5 separate regions of the Mus musculus genome follow, and regions 1, 2, 4 and 5 are each linked to region 3. Evidence: chromatin contacts called from public HiChIP or PLAC-seq and promoter capture Hi-C data. All regions are on one chromosome and are shown on one strand. The core of a region is the stretch at or near the end of the contact, and the rest is flanking DNA. Distances in the headings are between cores, read along the strand shown.

Region 1 (2,700 bases), core at 161-2,660, 530 kb before region 3:
GGGCAAGAAGTACGTAGACATTTCTTGCAATTCTTGCATCTGCTTCTTTGACCCCAGATAAAGGTAAACACTAATAGTAACCCAACGTGAAGACTGCCCTGGAGTCAGCATGAGAGAGAGATGGAAGGTTCCTCGAAGCTTCTGCTCCCATCTCACTGTGTGACCTAGGGGGACTAAAGGCAGGCCTGGGAAGAGAATGAACGAATGAGATCGTCCCTCCCTCGGGACTTGTTAGTAGCTCATCAGTGACTCTGGGGCTTCTGACTGAGCAGGTCTGAGACAGGATTTGAGGATCTCCAATTCAGGCACTTCATCAGCCAGGCTGATATCTGGCCCCAGGGCCCACATCTTAAGGAGCACTGTCCTAAGGGAGCACTGTCCTAAGGATGGGAGAGGCAGACTGCAGAGTTGGCACCTGGGACTTTACTACCACTGAGTCACACGCTTAGACTGGAGAAGAGATGGCAGGGCCCTTACTTACAGTGGGTGTCGCACCTCGGGCAGGACTCTCCTCAGGGGCAGGCGGGCACTGAGTGGCTTGTTGAGGCCATCTGAGTCCGGGCCAAGTGGGGTCAGCACCTCTTCTGATTCCTCCCCATCCTCTTCGGTCCTCCAGTCCTTTTCCAGGGCTTCCTCATCCCATCTCCTGCTCCTGTGTTTGATGAACTGGTAGCTGCCCTGTCTCCTGCCCTGGCTCTGACTCCTCCTAGCTCTGGGTGAGGCCACGGCCACCAGCAGTTGATCCTCCTGCAGGGAGATGAAGGATGGCAGGCCATCCAAGAGACTGTACTCATCACCTTCAGTCTCAGCCTCCAGGACCCACTCCTGAGAGTCTCCAAAGTCCAGGCGGTACCCCGTGTCAGGGCTGTGTTTGCTGGCCTGAGCTGTGACAGCCTGGTGCAGGGTGGGCGGGGGAGGATGCAGCAGGATCACCATCATCAGGACACATCCCAGAGTCAGGAAGAGTAGGAGGAACTGAAGCCTGGAACGTCCACTCCTGGGTCGCTTCCTCGGGAGCATGTCGCAGCCACTCGCCACGAAGCAACAGGTCCTGATCAAGTTTGCTTCCTCCTTGCTATCCAGGTACCTTCAAGCTCGAAACTGAACCTGGGCTGTTCATTCCAGCTAAAAGGCTTTTTGCCATCCACCTGCACCTCTTATCCCACCAGACGTTTGCTAACGTCTATATGCTAACGTAGCATTTATAAGACCCACTGCCCTCTAGAATCAGAAAGCCACCAGAGCCTGGGCTCCTGGGTCCTCTCTGAGTGTTAGCTGTCTTCTGAGAAGGGTCTCCGGTTGTTGGCTCCTCTCTCACCCTGCTCTTGTCCATCCTGCTCTGGTGATTAGCCCATGTTCTTTCCCCCTCTGCATGAGTGGTCAGGTTCTACAAGCTGTCTGGGGCGAGTTGCTGGGGGATTCAGTCAAGCCAAGATGACAGACATCCTCCTTGGGATGCCTTGAGTCAGGTCAGAGCAACAGATGTAAAGCCGGCAGGCACGGTCGGGGTTTCCTTTCACACATACCTCCAGCTCTGCAGGAACCCTCTGCCAGATAGGACAGGGAGCCAAGTGTGCGTCTCGCTCCTGGTCCTAATGCCCCCGTGTTCCCAGGCTTTGCACAGCCACACAGCGTCACCCCAAGAGCCGATCCAAAACAGCAACCTCCCAGGAGTTCAGACTTGAGCACCATTCATAGGGAGGCATCCTCTCCCCACCCAGAAGAGCAGGAAGGAGAATTCCCTTCTGGTTTGGACAGGCTGCCAAGGTGACGCAGATGCCAGGAGCCAGCTGCCTGTCAGCACCTTCAATCTCCCAAGGCAATCTGCCTGGCTCCTTCCTGGGGCCCCACTAGCCTTTCCTTTCTAAAAGTGAGGAGCAGAGGGAGCCCTTGTAAGTCTGGCTACCTGGCTTCCTCAGAAGCACCTGGAGGCTGATGGAGGACAGGCATACTTCAAGCTCTTTCAGTCTTCAAACTCCATTTAGCTTGTACACACATAATGAGCAGCTGCCGGCCATATGCCCCCAACTGTTCCCTGGGCCAGGAGTATAACAGAGAATGAAGTCAAACTGGGACCTCCGGGTGCTTACATGACAGTGAGGGAGATGGAGAGATGGTCTGTTAGTGTCTGGAGGTCAGACTATGTCAAGGGCCAAGGGGGAGGGGCAGGGGGCGGGGGGCGGGGACGAGGCAGAGATGGGAGCTGGGGAATATGGGCTGGAGGTTAAAAATCAATCTGAAGTGGCACTGTGTGTTTCCTAGAAGAACCAGCATCTGTGTAATGGGGAGAGTCACAGAAGGAGTAACAAAGGCGAGGCTCTGAAAGGAGTGGGTCTGGTATAGGGAACAGCGGGCCAGAGCATAGCAGGCCAATCGCACTGTGATGGAGCCACTATAGGTGAGGAAGCACAAAGGAAGGGAGATAAGGAGGGCATGGTTGGAGCAGAGGCAAAAGGAGACATGACAGGAGGCAGAGCATGGTGGGCGGTGGATTACTGAGAAGTAAGGCATGCTGGGAGATGGAGCATAATGGGAAATGGGGCACAATGAGAGATGGCACAGGGCAGCGGGCATGACGGGAGGTGAAGAGCAGTCAGAGGCAGCGCAATGGGAGGGAGCATGGAGCAATGGGAGTGAAGGAAAACGGAGATGGAACATGGTTGTGTGACGGACACACGTCCCCAGAAAAGAATCCCACAG
Region 2 (2,700 bases), core at 169-2,668, 560 kb before region 3:
CATTGGCGTTCTCCTTTATAACACAACTGTAGGAAGATGAACACCAGCCCTCAACGCTAGTTTAATGTTTTTGGCTGCTTGGTAAGATATGGAAAAAACCCATCTAGAAGCTTAGAATAAATTTCCTGGGACTGAGACTTTAGGAAGAAGTGTGTGTGTGTGTGTGTGTGTGTGTGTGTGTGTGTGTGTGTGTGTGTGTTGATAGCCACACCAGGGCTCCACGTTGGTGGCCTCTGGTTTTCAGCAAGACACAGAGGGGCCCAGTAGGCTGTAAATACTTTACATGCTGTGTTGGGCTGACTCCATCCAACATGCTGTGTTCTAAATGACTCTGTCTAATGGAAGGTTGGCTCAGGTACATCAGAAGCCTGAATATATTTAATTTTTTTATGGGTCCTTTATAAATGAAATCTGCATTGACATTAAACAAGGGTCATGTGAAAGCAAAGAGAAAATACTAAATTGACACCCATTACATAAGAGGAAAGAAAAAAAAAAGATGTTCTAGCCTAAAGGAAGCCAGAAATTAAAAGCCACAGCTGCTCTGTTGTCTCTTTAGAACTCCACAGAAAGATACCTGCTCCCCACTGTCAAATGGGTAAGCTCTAAAATCTTTTTTTTTTTTTTTTTGAGACAGGGTTTCTCTGTATAGCCCTGGCTGTCCTGGAACTCACTTTGTAGATCAGGCTGGCCTCGAACTCAGAAATCTGCCTGCCTCTGCCTCCTGAGTGCTGGGATTAAAGGTGTGCGCCACCACACCCGGCAAATCTAAACTCGTTAGCTCAGCCCTCAGCCGCTTCAGGATCTGCCTCCAACCCCTACTCTGGTGTCTGAGTGATCCCAGGCAGCCATAGCTGAAGCATACTTCTGGGGTGTGTCTAGATTTAGGATTAAGTAGAGTCCTGATGAGAACTGCCCTTTTACCTACAATGCTCCTCTACAAATCCAAGCCAGAAGCTACAGTAGTGGGGTCCCTCCTGTGTGAAAAAGGAGCTGGTCTACTCTGGGTGTTACTTGGACTCACTCAAGGGGACACAGAGGGAACTCAAGCTACCTCAACCTTGGGGTCTGCTTTGAAATTTTATGTCATCTCCCATTAGAGAGACCACAGATACAAGTTCAAGGAGTTCTGAGAATTGTCTGGAGGCTGTCTGCTGTAGGGAAAAGGGTGCATTTGGATAAAAAGGGAACAAAATCCTAAGGACTTTAAGAAAAGGTACTGAGTACTGGGTACTGGGGCTCTTTCATGGCTCAACCTTGTCTGACTTTCCCTAATGCGGTGGTATGGGTGTGTCTCTCTGAGGACCCTGCCTTCATCTGTGCTATCTAGCAGTGGGCTGGTGAGAGACTGGTGAGAGCCGTTTCCTTACTACGCCAGTCCTTTGGGCCCCCACTTGCAGTGTGTCAAGTGTCGTGGCAGCCTGTGACTCACAGCAGAGCTTGTGTTAGTCACGCCACAGGAACTGACCAACTCACAGGGCACACTGAGGGGCACTTAATTACGTGATTAAAACTTCAACCTTCTGTGGCTTTTTTGAGTTTCATACTTATTTTTATACTCAGATCTGTTCTTTGTCTTGGATATTCCCTAATCCCTGAGTACCACTCAGGATGAAAGTCCTAAGAGTCATGGCTCATCCCTTATCGGGCTCTGTGGTGAAAGGCGGCATCCAGGACATAGCATCCTATAACAGTCTGGGAATTCCAGGCAGAGGTCAACTGTGATACCCTTATGTTGGCCAAAGGCCGCTACTAGTCCCTTCTTACCTTGCTCAGGGTGAAGGCCTCTGGGATGTGCCTGTAGAAGGTTTCCTTGAAGGATGATAGCCAGGTCTCAGCAATGATGATCTTGTTCTTCAAGGCGACCTCGGGGTCAGGCCTGGAGCTGGCATCTTGGCTTCGGTAGATGTGTCCCACTCGAGAGCAGGGAAGGATTTCAACAGAGCCACCGCAGAGCCAGGCCTGTCACAGAAGGAGAAAGTGAGTAGCTCTCCCTCCCACCTCCCTGTCTGTGAGCCACTGGCAGAACACCCACTAGTCATAAGCCAGAGTGACCATTTCAATGCTCAGAGTGCACTTTCCAGATCAGAGAGTTTGGGCAGCAAGGCGGGAGGGACAACAGAGGGCAGTTGTCCTAGACTGGAACTGAGGGGTAATGGCTGACAGCTATGCAGCTTCCTGAACACCACTGGGAAACACCTACAGAGTCAGTCTGCAAAGCAGTTCAGGGGTCAGCACCCCCACCTACCCGGGAATGCTTTCTCAGGAAGATATGTCTGCAGTGGCTAGGAAATTTCTAAAAAACCAGTGCTGTCTCCTGCTGAGAAGACACAAGAGGTAAAAGCGTACCCCCTTCTTCACTCATTCCAGAAGCTTCTCCCAGCTCCCCACTGCCCGTTGGACAAGAAGCCTTCATTCTATAGTTGGTGACAGAAATTACAGTGGAGAAGTGCTGGGCCAAGCCTTGGTTCAAGAACTAAAAAGCACACCAGGCACAGGGTTCTCAAAGCCTGTGTCCCAAGATACCTCGGAGAACTCCAAGGGCACTGCAGACATCTGTCATTTGTTAGAGAAGCAGCAGACTTGGTCATTATGCAGACTGCAAGCCTGGTGTAATTCACATGCCCACATTAGATGGGTCTGCCCATGTTATAGAATGGACACCTTTGCTGGGTTGGGCTTTCGACAGTTGGTGTGACT
Region 3 (2,700 bases), core at 134-2,633:
TGACAAGAGGCCACACAGAGATGGGACTTTAATATCTAACACACCCCCCTGCCTGTGTGTTGAGTCACATCGATTAGCTCCCATGACAAAGCAGGTCTTAACCCACACTAACGCTACCGGAAACCCGACGCCTGTGATTCACAGGGATGTGCTTGGTTTGGTCAGCCATGTCCTGACTCAGGACACACAGTGGCAATACCCCTTTCAGAGTCTATAATCACGTAGGAAAGGGCCCAACATAATGACTCTTTCCACATTCCTTATGCTGCCTTCTTCATTTTCCAAACATAGATCAGGCTTTAATTTATGCCAGATGCACAAACTCTAATTTTATTCTTCACCCACAAGTGAGTTGGCCCAGAAGTTAAGGTGAAGTAGGTGACATTAATCTAGCTAGGTATGGTGGATCAGGTCCATATTTTCAGCACCACAGAAGCTGAGGTAGGAGGACTGCAGCATGTTCAGCGCTGGCCTGAATTATATAGTAATTTCTAGGCCAGCATCACTAGTAAGACTGTCTCGAACAGCAACAACAACAAAATCAGTGTCATAAGCAGAGAGGAAGAAGAAACCTTATGGGTGGCACGAAGAATGCAGGTTCCCTGGCTGTGGAGGAGACCAAGAGCAAGGGGAAAGGAGCAAGGGAAGGAATGAAGTAAACGACACTCGTAGCAAACGGAAGACTTTTCCAGGGCAAGAGCCCTGATGGAAGAATTCGACAAAGAGAACGGGGACACAAGGGAGGAGAAATGGGCATCGCTACTAAAGGAGAAAAGTTTGGCTTAAGGGCTGGGAAGGGGAATTTGAAATAAAGGGGCTATGACTTTCTGAAGTGGTATTTGAGACTGTAAAGTAAAAGAATAGTTGGCAGCAATCAGAGGTTTGGTTTGGGAGAAGAGATTTCAAAGTAAAAGAGCAGATCGAAGTTCCAGAGGCTAAGGGATGAGAGGTAAGGAAAGCGACGCTTTCGAGCCGGGATTAGCCAGGGGAGTCTGGGCTTGCACGTGGCGGCCAGGGAGCCCCAAGTGAACCTGGAGGGGCGCTCACTCACAGCGAATCGTGTGGAAGGAGGCCCGCGGCCGCTTCTCGAAGCTTTCCCCTAGCCGCAGACAGTGTTCCTCCCGGTCCAGCAGCGGGTTCGCCGTGCCGTTCATGGCCTTGCACTTGCCCGGCACCCGGATTGGAGCTCTCCTCGCGCGGCCGCAGTCCCCCCGGATCCCCGCGCAAGCGGCCCGCAGGACCGCGCTCCCGGGACACCGCTCCGGAGCGCGCACTGAACCAAGTCCGCGCCCACCCGGGGCCGGAAACCAATCTACTCCGCGTCTCGAGAGACTCTGCGGAAGTAAGGCCGCTGCACTTCCGGCATTGGGGAGGGACTTCCGTCTCCCCAACGGAAATAGCGGGGGCAGTGCCATGGAGAGAGAGTTCTCCGGGACTGCTGCAGCCCACAGTTTTCTGGTCTAAGGAGGAGCCCAGGTCAGCTAGAAGATTCTGCTGCCGACGCCTGGGCTTGACTGACGGGTGAGTGCGCCCTGACCTGTTCTTTGCTGGGGACCCTGGGAGCTCAGAGCGTGGGGAACTGAGTGGACGCGAGTTTGAATGTAGGTATGAGTGTCCCTGGACATGCCCGAGACCCTAGCGGCCTGCTTTATCCGAGGGTTCAGAGAGCGATGACGGTTCTCGGGACCTCAGTCACCCTTCCCCCTACTTCGCTCCATGGTTGCGATGAGAGGATTTCAGTTCTCCTGGCCGACGACGCTTCCTTCAGTTTATGGGTACGATCAGAAACCCCGGCCTCTCCGGATCAGCTCCGTCACCTCCTTAGCCCCCCCGCGATCCCGTGTCTGTTAGGCAATCGTCTACCCGCTTTCGGTTAGGGCGGTTGTTGCCGTTGTTTTGAAGTCACGTTTCCCACGGGCACTGAACGTTGATGAGAATTTTTTTTTCTCACATTTTCTCAGTCAACTCGTGGATGCGTCCCTTTGCCCTAAGTAAACCTATTTCTTGTAGTACTTGGCTCATCTGATTTGAATTGGGAGTCCGGTCCGTGAGAGTTCTGGTCTCTGAGTGTAGTAAGCTCTATGCAGTAGAGACTGTCTTGGTCTTTATGACCTCTCCAGACCCCGGCAGGGTGTTGGGCAGAGTCAGCATCTCGGGAGTGTTAAGTGAATTGACCCCGGAGCCTTAAAGAGCCCTCCGGGAACCTCTCCCCGAGTCTTGGACTCGTTTAGAATCCAAGCTCTAGAAATAATAAAGAACGATCTAGCTTGATGAGGCCCTGGTCACCCGAGTTGGGAGGATGAGGCAAGAGGAAGTACATTCAAGGGACAGGCTGGGCTTCAGGGACAGCCCCTGGCTCAGATGAACAGGATGGGGAGAGAAGCAGGCAGGTTGTTAGAGAATCACTAGTCAGAATCAATCAGTCAACCCCCTCCCCCCCTTTCTCTTTCCTAAGTAGCATCGTATCCTGTTGGAGCTGGAAAGTCACCTGGGGAAACTGCATCAGAGAAACTCCAGTGTCTACAATCTCAGCATCGTTTGTTCAGATGGTTGAAGAACAGAGGACCTATAGCAGCATTGAATGTGTTTCCGGCAACTACAATGGCTTCTTTCCAAAGGAAAGGACTGCAAGCAAGGATTCTTAGCACTGAAGAAGAGGAGAAACTGAAAAGAGACCAAGCTTTGGTGTCTGCTTTTAAA
Region 4 (2,700 bases), core at 124-2,623, 970 kb before region 3:
CATCCTATTTGTCTGCCTCTGGAGCCCAGATCACGATGTCTCCTTCCCGGGTGGGAAGCCCAGTGGAAGAAGCTAAATCCGAGGCTAGCTTGGGATCTGAAGGCTCCTGTGATTCCGCAAGACAGGGAAAGTCCAATCTCAACGTCACCACCACCTCCAATCTCAGCTGACTGGCATCCTCTCTCCTTCCAGTCTGTGGACTGGAACTCGGGCCTCACGTGCCATCTAGGGTCAAAACTCTTCTGAGGACACACTGGGCCCAACGCATAGGCTGATCTGTTCAGCCTGTCGCCTGCAAATCAGGACGCTCAGCGTGTGCAGCCCTCCCGGAAGGAAGGTGAGCCTTCCTAAGCCTCTACTGACAGCAAAGCTGCAGAGGCCCTGCTGCGTGAGACCCAGAAGCTTCCACGCCACTTGTGAGCCCCACTCAAGACTTGGAGGCGGCCGGGGTGGGGGTGGGGTGAGGAAATGCAGAAAAGTGGGCGGAGGCTCTCAAGAGCAGAGGGAGGGTAAGGTCTGGAGAGAAGAGGGCCAGGGAGGAGTTAGAAAGAGGAGTGGGAGAGTAGAAAGGAAGGGAAAATAGGCGGAGCTGGGGGGGGGGGGGGGAGAGACCCGCGCCCGGAAAGCCGAAAAGGAGAGGCCAGGTAGGGGGAGGTCAAAAAGTGTTAGTTTTGACTTCCAGGACCCTGGGTGCAAAGAACGACTCCTCCTCTCAATACTCAAACCCTTAAAGACTGGAATTAGCTGCTAAGACTTTCTGCCTAAGGGCAGGTGGGTCGGAACCAGACCCTGAAGGCTCTGTACCTTCCCCCTCCCTTCCCGGAGGAGGGGATGAGACGGGCTGGGGGCGGGATTGAGGAAGGGGGTTGCTTGCGCTGTGCCTCTGGGTCCCGGCTGCGTGTTCCAGCTGCGAGAACAGATGGAGGCAGCGCGGCTCACCTCGGGGGCTCCGTGCCCGCTGTGCGCCGAAGTCCAGGCTGAGGAGGAGGTCTAGAGCCCCCGGCTCTCCCGTCTCCCACCAGGCTGCGGGGAACCGGCTGCCGCACCCCTCCTCCCAATTGGGGGAACCTCACCCCTATAGGTCCCAGAACTGGGGGAAACATAGGGCCGGTTCCTTCCACTGCTCACCCATCCCCAGGGGCTTGTCTAGGACTACAGCTCGCCAAGATCCCCTTCCCCTTGCTCCCAACCTGGAAACATCTCGGAAGCGGACCCCTGCCCGGACGCGCCCCGCCCCCGGCCCCCGGCCCCCGCCCCGACGACGTCCTATTAGCATGAGCGACGCCAGTGGCCCGGGCACCACTCGGGGGCCGAGACTCACCGCGTCATAGCCCCAAGTGGAGGGAGAAAAAAAAAAAAAAAGAGAGGCGGCGGTGGAGGAAGAGGCAAGAGCGGACGCGCGGGGAGGGCTGGAGAGACGGCGGGCGGCGGCAGCATGCCCCTGGGCGGGTGCACACGGCCTCTCTGCGCGGCAGGGGCTGCTCCTGCTCTCTCTGGGCACCGCGCGTCCAGTCTCCCGCCTCAGCCCCTCGGCTTGCCGGCCTCCGCGGTTGCATCCGAAACAGCGGCAACTGGTCCCTGGAGCATCTAAGAGCAGCGGCGCCGCGCGGGACAATCCTTGATTTTTTTTTTTTTTTCTCCTGAGCTCGGGGATATGAACCCCACAGCCACCTGAAGCACAGGGGGCGCTACGCGGCTAGGACCGCGCCCCCGAAGTACCGTACCCTAGCCTCTGCACTGCGGGACGCCGACACCCGACTCCGGTGGAGGCATCTTAGGAAGAGCAGCGGGTAGGGGCATGGAACCCACCGCGCCAACCGGTCAGGCCCGGGCGGCGGCCACCAAGCTGTCGGAAGCAGTGGGAGCCGCGCTACAAGAGCCCCAGAGGCAGCGGCGCCTGGTGCTGGTCATCGTGTGCGTTGCACTGTTACTGGACAACATGTTGTACATGGTCATCGTGCCCATTGTTCCCGACTATATCGCTCACATGCGCGGGGGCAGCGAGAGCCCTACCCTGATCTCTGAGGTGTGGGAACCCACCCTGCCGCCGCCCACTCTGGCTAATGCCAGCGCCTACTTGGCCAACACCTCGGCGTCCCCGACGGCTGCCGGGTCGGCTCGGTCAATCCTGCGGCCTCGCTACCCCACAGAAAGTGAAGATGTGAAGATAGGCGTGCTATTTGCCTCCAAGGCCATCCTGCAGCTTCTGGTGAACCCCTTAAGCGGGCCTTTCATTGATCGCATGAGCTACGACGTGCCGCTGCTTATTGGCCTGGGCGTCATGTTCGCCTCCACAGTCATGTTTGCCTTTGCAGAAGACTATGCCACGCTCTTCGCTGCGCGCAGTCTACAAGGCCTGGGCTCAGCCTTCGCGGACACGTCTGGCATTGCCATGATCGCCGACAAGTATCCCGAGGAGCCTGAGCGCAGTCGTGCTCTGGGCGTGGCGCTAGCCTTCATCAGCTTTGGAAGCCTAGTGGCGCCACCGTTTGGGGGCATCCTCTACGAGTTCGCGGGCAAGCGTGTACCCTTTCTAGTGCTCGCCGCCGTGTCGCTCTTCGACGCACTCCTACTCCTGGCGGTGGCTAAGCCTTTCTCAGCTGCGGCTCGGGCGCGGGCCAACCTGCCCGTGGGCACACCTATCCATCGCCTCATGCTAGACCCTTACATCGCTGTTGTAGCCGGAGCGCTCACAACTTG
Region 5 (2,700 bases), core at 124-2,623, 540 kb after region 3:
GCCTATGTGAAAGCTTGTGTTCTAGGCAGAGAATCTAGCATATGACACAAGGAGTGGGTCCTATACTTGAGGGGTGGCGGCTCTCTCAGCTTGTTGCTGCCACTGGCTTGGTAGAACTAAGAACTATGAAACATCGCTCATCAGTTTCATAATTGTGCCTGTTTGTGCACAACATTCTATGGCCACCCTGATAGCAAAGAATACTGAAGAACTGGTTCATTAGACTCTGGGTGATGGCATAAAGTAATTTACATAAAGGAGTAACATCAGATTTGAGTTTAAGAAAGATGTCTGCAAACCGGGCGGTGGTGGCGCATGTCTTTAATCCCAGCACTTGGGAGGCAGAGGCAGGCAGATTTCTGAGTTCGAGGCCAGCCTGGTCTACAAAGTGAGTTCCAGGACAGCCAGAACTATACAGAGTAACCCTGTCTCCAAACAAACAAACAAAAAGAAAGAAAGAAAGAAAGAAAGAAAGAAAGATGACTGCAGTAGAAGAGACAGGTTAGAGGGGAAAAAAAAGCAGGCAGCAGGAACTAGTTGGGGAGTGGGCATTTAGCCAGAAAGACTGGTGGCCTGTACTAGGGTGGAGATGCCGGTTTGACCTAGTGACAGGAATAGAACCAGCGTTGGGGACATTAAAGGTAATTGTTACCAGCTTAGGAAACTGCATGGCTGGTCAAGCTACTCACTGAAATAGGGTCCATGAGAAAGTGCTGGCGAGAAGATGCTGAGATGAGTTTTTAAGGAGTACAAACTACACAAGAGACAGGGCTTGCACGGTGGCCCTGAACTAGGCTTTGGGAACACATGGCCCCTGTTCTCAAGAAAATTTCAGGTGACAGGAGGTTTGCAGATAAAGAAAACTAATACCGAAGAATAGACAAAATCCGGGGCTCCTATTATAGGGGAAGTTGAGAAGCTGACCTCTTATCTGAGAAGAGTCCCTGCCCATCACTCCGGGCCTGTACATTTGAGGATGCCCTAGACGTATCCCTTCCCTCATCGCCCCGGCCAGGTCCCAAGTCCCCGACCTGCTTGCCGTCTCGCCGATGCTTCACGAGCGTCACCTCCCCGTAACTACCCCTGCCCACGACCCGCATGTAGCAGTATGCGGCCTGGGGCATGTTCCCGAAGGAGGCCTACAGTCGGGAAGCTGTGGCAGCGGCGCGTAAGGCTGCGGGAGGCCCCGCTCATGCCAGACGGGAGGTGAAGTACTCCATAAACGCGGCCCACCGCGGGCAGGAGCTTCGAGGCCCGGCCCACCCGGACGCCGCTACCATAGCGATACTGGCGGGGTAGTCCTGCGCATGCTCAGAGTTGGAAGACGCGCCATAGAGTCGACCTAGCGGTGGCCAGAGCTGCTCCTCGTGCTTGGGGGAGGACCTACCATCGAGCCGTCGCGGAAGCGGCCAGAGCGGTTCGGCAGCCCCGGAGGACCTGCCATAGAGCTTCGCTCCTGGAAGGCCAGAGCGACTCCCGAGCCGCACTTCCTGCGTTTTGGTTCTACATTTGCTCATTGAATCCTTTCTGGTTCTAAGCGAGTTACGCGTATGGTTCATTCGTTCTACAAATATTAACCGGCTATGTGCTTGGCTCACATTCAGTTAAAAGAGTGGCCAACTCTAGGCTTCACCAATGATGTTTGCTCTATTTGTTTTGTAGCGTGTCAGTATTCGGCCTGCCGTTTTGGTGCATTTGGTGAAGACGTCAATACACTTCATCCCTCAAAGTTTCAGCCTGCTTTACTGAGACTGGCAAAGATCTCTCACAGAATGATTGCAAACCCACCATCCTGAAAGGCTTGCCAGAACTTCACATGCTGCTTCCACGGAGCACCAAGGCCCCCTTTTAACGCCTGTCTGTGAATGCACAAGGCTGCGAAAAGAGCTACCTGCCTTGCCTGAAGAATTTACTTTTAAACAGGCGCACAGTTACTCATTATCCCTCTGTCCCGTTGAGATATATATGCATATGTCTTCTACAAGCCAGAAATGTTTTCCTCCAGGACAGAAAGCCCTTCCTTTGAAATGTAAATCATCAAAAAATTTTGGCGTCTGTTTCCCATTTTGTGTGGGAAGATATAATCCCATCTTCTATAATTGCCAACTAGTAAATTGTAATTGCTTTTACAATGACCAACTGTTATTATTTATTATTATTATTATGTTACTGTTGTTGAGATAAGATCTTCCTCTACAGCTCATCTTGCAATCCTACTCTTGTGTGTTGAGTTTACAGCCATGTAATAGTAACATGCTCCCAAACCTTTGTAATTTTTTTCATTTTTCTAAGGAATTCCGTTTCTCATTTCTCTATTTTCCTATTTTCCCTTCATTGTTTGTTGGTGCGTGTGTGAGTGTGCGTGTGTGTGTGTGTGTGTGTGTGTGTTTGTGTGCACGCGTGCGAGCGCGTGTCTTAGAAGAGGTCTCATGTCACCATGTAATCCAGGGTTTTAGAGATCGGCCTGGCTCCGCCTTGAGTGTAGAATTATAGGTGTGTGCCCCCATGCCCAGCCCTCATTCTCGTCTTAAAAGGCCCAGTTACCTCTGCACAGTTGAATGAAGCGCAACTTTCCCTGCTACTGTCAATAGTTACTACACAGCAGTCTGCCCCCTCTGCTCTAGCAAATGTTTGCTTTTGTTTATCTTTAGCAATATCACTAACTAGAATTCAATATTTATTTAAGGTTCCACTTTGTTT

Evidence for each region. Promoter capture Hi-C pulls out the DNA fragments that hold promoters and counts their contacts. HiChIP or PLAC-seq counts read pairs in DNA pulled down with a chosen protein or histone mark.
Region 1: an H3K4me3 HiChIP or PLAC-seq map of pro-B cells shows a contact between it and region 3, with 4 times the contacts expected there. The contact joins the promoter of Galnt15 here to the promoter of Mettl6 in region 3. A contact is called at or near these places in 9 of 39 promoter capture datasets (the 3T3-L1 cell line, the SN4741 cell line, frontonasal cranial neural crest and 5 more), 2 of 484 Hi-C or Micro-C datasets (adipose-derived mesenchymal stem cells and embryonic fibroblasts), 7 of 115 datasets of contacts at active chromatin or transcription factors (astrocytes, bone marrow-derived macrophages, cardiomyocytes and 4 more) and 2 of 9 other capture datasets (adipose tissue and embryonic stem cells).
Region 2: a contact with region 3 is called in a promoter capture Hi-C map of 3T3-L1-derived adipocytes, with 5 times the contacts expected there. The contact joins the enhancer-like site here to the promoter of Mettl6 in region 3. A contact is called at or near these places in 8 of 39 promoter capture datasets (the 3T3-L1 cell line, 3T3-L1-derived adipocytes, the C10 cell line and 3 more), 1 of 484 Hi-C or Micro-C datasets (the Ba/F3 cell line), 7 of 115 datasets of contacts at active chromatin or transcription factors (the NIH/3T3 cell line, bone marrow-derived macrophages, embryonic forebrain and 4 more) and 3 of 9 other capture datasets (embryonic stem cells, liver and macrophages).
Region 4: a contact with region 3 is called in an H3K4me3 HiChIP or PLAC-seq map of embryonic stem cells, with 2.3 times the contacts expected there. The contact joins the promoter of Slc18a3 here to the promoter of Mettl6 in region 3. A contact is called at or near these places in 2 of 39 promoter capture datasets (hippocampal neurons and stem cell-derived epiblast-like cells) and 2 of 115 datasets of contacts at active chromatin or transcription factors (embryonic stem cells and stem cell-derived neural progenitor cells).
Region 5: a promoter capture Hi-C map of liver shows a contact between it and region 3, with 4 times the contacts expected there. The contact joins the promoter of Nek4 here to the promoter of Mettl6 in region 3. A contact is called at or near these places in 10 of 39 promoter capture datasets (cranial neural crest, embryonic stem cells, erythroid cells and 6 more), 3 of 115 datasets of contacts at active chromatin or transcription factors (astrocytes, large pre-B cells and trophoblast stem cells) and 2 of 9 other capture datasets (adipose tissue and liver).

Annotation. Positions count from the first base shown.
Region 1 is chr14:32,027,813-32,030,512 of GRCm38.p6, reverse strand. Galnt15 (polypeptide N-acetylgalactosaminyltransferase 15) reads right to left here and starts at 1,410. Exons shown (of 10, transcript NM_030166.3): 1 at 482-1,410. The coding sequence starts at 1,020.
Region 2 is chr14:32,049,084-32,051,783 of GRCm38.p6, reverse strand. It overlaps Galnt15 (polypeptide N-acetylgalactosaminyltransferase 15), which reads right to left. Exons shown (of 10, transcript NM_030166.3): 6 at 1,768-1,962. Among named protein-coding and RNA genes, the nearest start is that of Galnt15, 21 kb to the right of the region's middle. Within about 2 kb of position 1,418, at least 37 of the 459 cell types and tissues checked have an H3K27ac peak or open chromatin away from gene starts, as enhancers often do. A contact at or near this core is called in 3T3-L1-derived adipocytes, the NIH/3T3 cell line, bone marrow-derived macrophages and 1 more, where this site is marked.
Region 3 is chr14:31,493,723-31,496,422 of GRCm38.p6, reverse strand. Mettl6 (methyltransferase like 6) reads left to right here and starts at 1,383. Exons shown (of 6, transcript NM_025907.4): 1 at 1,383-1,521; 2 at 2,459-2,700. The coding sequence starts at 2,602. Eaf1 (ELL associated factor 1) reads right to left here and starts at 1,344. Exons shown (of 6, transcript NM_028932.4): 1 at 1,052-1,344. The coding sequence starts at 1,154.
Region 4 is chr14:32,463,523-32,466,222 of GRCm38.p6, reverse strand. It overlaps Slc18a3 (solute carrier family 18 (vesicular monoamine), member 3), which reads left to right and starts at 1,373. Exons shown (of 1, transcript NM_021712.3): 1 at 1,373-2,700. The coding sequence starts at 1,799. It overlaps Chat (choline acetyltransferase), which reads left to right and starts at 314. Exons shown (of 16, transcript NM_009891.2): 1 at 314-416.
Region 5 is chr14:30,950,050-30,952,749 of GRCm38.p6, reverse strand. Nek4 (NIMA (never in mitosis gene a)-related expressed kinase 4) reads right to left here and starts at 1,373. Exons shown (of 15, transcript NM_011849.3): 1 at 1,032-1,373. The coding sequence starts at 1,124. Gm41121 (a long non-coding RNA gene) reads left to right here and starts at 1,316. Exons shown (of 2, transcript XR_874490.3): 1 at 1,316-1,548; 2 at 1,663-2,318.